Linked DNA regions of Mus musculus: region 2 is linked to region 1. Evidence: chromatin contacts called from public HiChIP or PLAC-seq data. All regions are on one chromosome and are shown on one strand. The core of a region is the stretch at or near the end of the contact, and the rest is flanking DNA. Distances in the headings are between cores, read along the strand shown. Region 1 holds the start of Atpif1 (ATPase inhibitory factor 1). Region 2 has its middle 14 kb from the start of Med18.

What was found. HiChIP or PLAC-seq counts read pairs in DNA pulled down with a chosen protein or histone mark.
Region 2: a contact with region 1 is called in an H3K4me3 HiChIP or PLAC-seq map of bone marrow-derived macrophages, with 2.2 times the contacts expected there. The contact joins the enhancer-like site here to the promoter of Atpif1 in region 1. A contact is called at or near these places in 1 of 484 Hi-C or Micro-C datasets (bone marrow-derived macrophages), 6 of 115 datasets of contacts at active chromatin or transcription factors (the SCID.adh cell line, bone marrow-derived macrophages, embryonic stem cells and 1 more) and 3 of 9 other capture datasets (adipose tissue, liver and pancreatic islet).

What each region holds. Positions count from the first base shown.
Region 1 is chr4:132,533,987-132,536,699 of GRCm38.p6, forward strand. Atpif1 (ATPase inhibitory factor 1) reads right to left here and starts at 1,428. Exons shown (of 4, transcript NM_007512.4): 1 at 753-1,428. Dnajc8 (DnaJ heat shock protein family (Hsp40) member C8) reads left to right here and starts at 1,573. Exons shown (of 9, transcript NM_172400.3): 1 at 1,573-1,677. The coding sequence starts at 1,600.
Region 2 is chr4:132,448,604-132,451,303 of GRCm38.p6, forward strand. No RefSeq gene overlaps it. Among named protein-coding and RNA genes, the nearest start is that of Med18, 14 kb to the right of the region's middle. Within about 2 kb of position 1,373, at least 4 of the 459 cell types and tissues checked have an H3K27ac peak or open chromatin away from gene starts, as enhancers often do. A contact at or near this core is called in bone marrow-derived macrophages, where this site is marked.

The sequences.
Region 1 (2,713 bases), core at 178-2,677:
AGGATGCCGACAGCCTGGATATCGACCTCAAACCTCTGTTTATACATATGAAATCGTGTTTATCTCTTAAGAGGTGTTCTTGTTCTTTGGTTATATTGCCACTGCAGTGCCTTCTCTCACCTTAAATGTCACTTTCTCAGAGAAACCCTTCTTTGACCTTCCTAGTCATCCTGACAGCAATTTTTTTTTATCCTTGCTTCTGAGTTCTTTCTCACAGTTTACTTTGTGAAGCCATCAGAGCCTTAGTAGGTAGTGAATTAGTAATTTTGAACTGTATCAATGTGTCGGTGAATGGACCTAATAACTTGGTGACGGGCTACAAGGACACTGAAAAGAACATCAAGCGAACTGGTGGTACAAACCTGTAATCCCAGCACTCCTGAGGCACACAGGAAGAGCTTAATCTAGCTTAATCTAGCCTATTCGACAAAGGGAATTCTGGGCCAGCCAGGGCTTCATAACAAGATCCTGTTTTCAGAAACAAACGAATAAACACCCACACCCCCCCATACACTCCCCCCCCGCACCCCCCCCGCCCCCCACACATAGGGCTAGTGCTGGGCCCCAATGGTGAAAGGAGAGAACGGACTCTTGAAAGTTGTTCTCCCTGACCTCTCCATGTGCATTGTGACACTGTGCCCCCACTAATAAGTAAGTATAATTTTAAAAATTAAATAACAAACTCCAAGCACAGATCCTTATACATGCATGCTCATAATTGCTTCCATCCCATTTTCCGATTTTGTCCCTACCTCAATGAGATCTGTTGTAACTCGGGATGGCCTCAAACTCGCAGTGAAGAAGCCAATTTCTCATCTTTCCGTCTCCACCTCCCCAGAGTTGGGGTTACAGGCATATGTCCAGCTTCATAATACTATTTCACAGTGGTCCAAAGGTGAGAAGACCCCAAATGTTGAACTACTGAAGAGGTCAACAAATCATAGCATAGACATACCTTTGAGGAATTGGATGCCACCATAAAATGCAGTAAAAAAAAAAAAAATTTTTTTGACAGTTTTTTTTTCACAGGCCTGGCTGTCCTGAAACTTACTATAGAGACTAGGCTGGCCCCAAACTCAGAAGATCTGCCTACCTCTGCCTCTGGAGTACCAGGATAGGCTCCACTGGGATAAACTCTTAAAAAACTGGTACATGGTGGTTACCCAGGCCAGTTCCAGCACTCCAGGGAGTCATGTAGATCTCTGTGAGTTTGAGGTCAGCCTGGTCTACAGAGAGAATTCCAGGACAACCAAGGCTACACAGAGAAATCCTGGGTCAAAAAAACCAAAAAACTGTCACATGAAAAAAACCTAAATAAGAATTGTATAAGTAGATTCCATCCATGGGAAATGTCCAGAATAATAATAGGTATATCCAGAGACAACAGATTTCTTTCTGTCAGAGACTGGAGACAACCAGGGCAACACTATGAAACTTTATCCTTATTCTGAAAAACCAAAACTAAAACCGAAAAAAAAAAAAAAGAGGTCTCGGCCCCTTTAAGTTCAGCTGGCGGGCGGGGAGTCCGGGAAGGCGGGCTTGGGTGGTTACGTGAGGCTGCGCTTGCGCAGAACGGTCACGTGGTGGTTAGCCGGGAAAATGGCGGCTTCGGGAGAGAGTGGTGCTTCGGGTGGCGGAGGCAGCACAGAGGAGGCATTTATGACCTTCTACAGTGAGGTGAGCCCGGAGTAAGGATGGTGGCCTTAGGACGACCGTGCTCCGGCTTCGTCCGCCGCGGCTGGGGCCGGCGAGGCGCCTCCTGGGACCGTTGGCCCGCGCCGTCTGGCCTGGGGACTGCGGATCGGCTGCGGAGTGCATGCGCGACCGCCACTGTGGCTACTGAGGTCCCCGGAACGCGGCGGGGCGGCTGGGCCTGTGGACCCAGACCCGGAGAGGGGCCCGGCGAGCTGCTGGTCGCGCGGTGCAGCCTGCTGGCGGTGGAGTCTCCGGCTGGCGGAGGCCGAGCTGCGGCGCACCCACTTTTATTTGTAAACAGGAAGGAGGCCCTTGTCCCACTCCTCTGCCATGAATTGTGCGAGTGGCGATTTCTGCGGTCTTATCAGTGCTGAGCACTGTTCATCGGGACAAGAATGCGTATGTGAACCCTCCATCTTTAACATGACGAACCTCTTAAGAGGGTGCATACGTTCTTGGTGTCAGGTAGGACAGGAGTGAACTTGCTCTGAGCCTTGTTGACATTTGCATCGCCAGTGCCTAATGCGTGGTGGATGTTTCGCATATATCCGTTGATTAAATGAATGAATAAACTGAGTTAAAGTTAGCTATCTGGCGTCAGAGGCCCACATATTGCGTTCTCGCAAGGCAATTAGCCTAACTGCTGTTGAAATTTCAAGACATCAGTTCCCACACTGGCAAGTTAACATTGTAAGAGTTTTCACGACGATTAAAGGGTTTCGTGTATAAAAAAGCAGCTTGAAAATTATAAAGCAGTCGTTTTCGAATTAAGTACTTTCTGGTAGCCCAGGTTGGACCCTCTTGCTTCAGCCTCCAAAGTGCTGGGACCAGAGCCATTATCTCTTGTGCTTATAAGAATACTTGTAAGCCGGGCGATGGTGGTTCATGCCTTTAATTCAGCACTTGGGAGGCAGAGGCAGGCGGATTTCTGAGTTCAGGGCCAGGCTGGTCTATAGAATGAGTTCCAGGACAGCCAGGGCTACACAGAGAAACCCTGTCTCAAAAAACAAAAACAAAA
Region 2 (2,700 bases), core at 123-2,622, 85 kb before region 1:
TAAGTAATTGTATAATAGTATTATTATATGAAAATTTTGCCAGACAAGATGACACATGGACTTAATCCCAGCACTTGGGAAGGAGAGACTGGGAAATCTCCATGAGTTTGCAGTCAGCCTGATCTACATATCCAGTTCTAGGCCAGCTGAAGCTATATCATGTGTGAGACTTTGTCTCACAGAGAAAAACAAAACGCTAGAAAGGGGGGCTGGAGAGATGGCTCAGTGGTTAAGACTGCCTGTAGCTCTACCAGAGGACCTGAGCTCAGTTCCCAGTTCCCATATTGGATGACTCTCAACCAACTGTAACTCTGCCACCACAGGGTCTAGCATCCTCTTCTGGCCTCTGAGGACACCTGAGACATACACGTACACACAGTATACCTTCACAGTTTTGCCTCAAGGATATATTAACTCTCCTGCCCTGTGTCATAATTTAGTTAGAAGGGATCTTGATCGTTTGGATCTTCCACAAAATATCACATTGGTGCACTATATTGATGACATTATGCTGATTGGAACAAGTGAGCAGGAAGTAGCAACCACTTTGGACTCATTGGTAACACATATGCGTATCAGAGGATGGGAAATAAATCCAACCAAAATTCAAGGACCATCTACCTCAGTGAAATTCTTAGGAGTCCAGTGGTGTGGGGCATGCAGAGATATTCCTTCTAAGGTGAAAGATAAGTTATTGCACCTGGCCCCTCCTACAACCAAGAAAGAAGCACAACGTTTAGTGGGCCTATTTGGATTCTGGAGACAACACATCCCTCACTTGGGTGTGTTACTTAGGCCTATTATTATATGAAAATTTAATACACACACACACACACACACACAAACACACACACACATACACACCACAAATAAGTAAATAAATAACTTGAAAATGAAATATTCTAAACATAAATTGGAGCACTAAATGCTGAGAGATTTGGGTTTTTTTTTGTTTTTTGTTTTTAAGATTGATTAATTTATTTATTTTATGTTCCCGAGTGCGCTGTAGCTGACTTCAGACACACCAGAAGAGGGCATCAAATTCCATTACAGATGTTTGTGAGGCACCATGTGGTTGCTGGGAATTGAACTCAGGACCTCTGGAAGAGCAGTCAGTGCTCTTAACCTCTGAGCCATCTCTCCTACCCTCTTTTTTCTTTTCGAGACAGGCCTTCATGCAGCTTAGGCTGACCTTCAACTCCCTGTATAGCTAAGAATGCCCTTGGGCTTCTGCTCTTTCTATATCCATCATCTCTCAAGTGCTGGAATTATAGGCATAAGGCAAGGATCAAACCCAGGGCCTTCTGCATGCAACACAAGTGCTCTGCGAACTCAGCTAGATCCTCAATCCAGCTGAGTCATTTCTGGGTGTGGTGAGTGTGTGTACACATACCACAGTGTGCATGTGGAAGTCAGAGGACAACTTCTGGGAGTAGGTTTTCTCCTACCGTGTGGGTCCCAGGGACTTAACTCAGGTCACCAGGCTTGACACAATTACCCGATGAGCCATTGTGATGACCCCTGCATCTTTATTTAAACCAGCCTAAATACTAAATATATACACACATATATTTCTTCTTCTTCTTCTTCTTCTTCTTCTTCTTCTTCTTCTTCTTCTTCTTCTTCTTCTTCTTCCTCTTCTTCTTCTTCTTCAATACAGGGTTTCTCTGTCCTGGAACTCACTCTGCAGACCAAGCTGGATGGCCTCAGATTCACAGAGACCTGCCTCTATTTACACATATATACATATACACATATGCACATATACACACATATACACATACACACATACACCCTACACCCTACACATATACACATATACACTCTACACCATACACATATACTCATATACACACATACACCATACACATATACACACATACACACATACACCATACACATGTACACACATACACCATACACATATACACATGTACACATATATACAAATACACATATGCACATATACACACATACACACATATACCCTACACCCTACACATATACACATATACACTCTACACCATACACATATACTCATATACACACATACACCATACACATATACACACATACACACATACACCATACACATGTACACACATACACCATACACATATACACATGTACACATATATAGAAATACACATATGCACATATACTTAATGCACATATATACATATACACATTGCAAATGCTACATCCACTGCAGTAGTGACTCGCTTGGCAGGCCTAAAAACCTGGAAGCAGTCCTGAGGCAAAGAGCTTCAAGGAAACTCAGCCTCCTGGAACCATAGCATTCCCATAGCTAAAATGCCCCAGATTTGTCCCTGCAATATCGTGGAGCGTCTTACATGCTTTCTTACAGTATTTTACTACATAAGAGTTAGATATTTCAGGGCAAGCTTAGCAAAGTATACTTAGAATCTTCACTACAGCCAGGTATAGTAGGCTACATTGCATATTAGAAGCAAGTTGGTGAATTCTTCTGACAAATGGAGATTCCCTACAAATACTCAAAAGTACAGCCAAGTTGCCTTCATATATAAGAATTTATCAAGGCCTAGGAAATAGGGGGAGTTGTGATATTGCATTATTCATGAGAAGGTCTGCTAGAGCAGAACCCCCTGGTGCTAGCTTTCACAAGGCCCAAAGGCGTAGCACAAATTGTGACTAGGGTGTGAAATCCTTAGCTGTCAT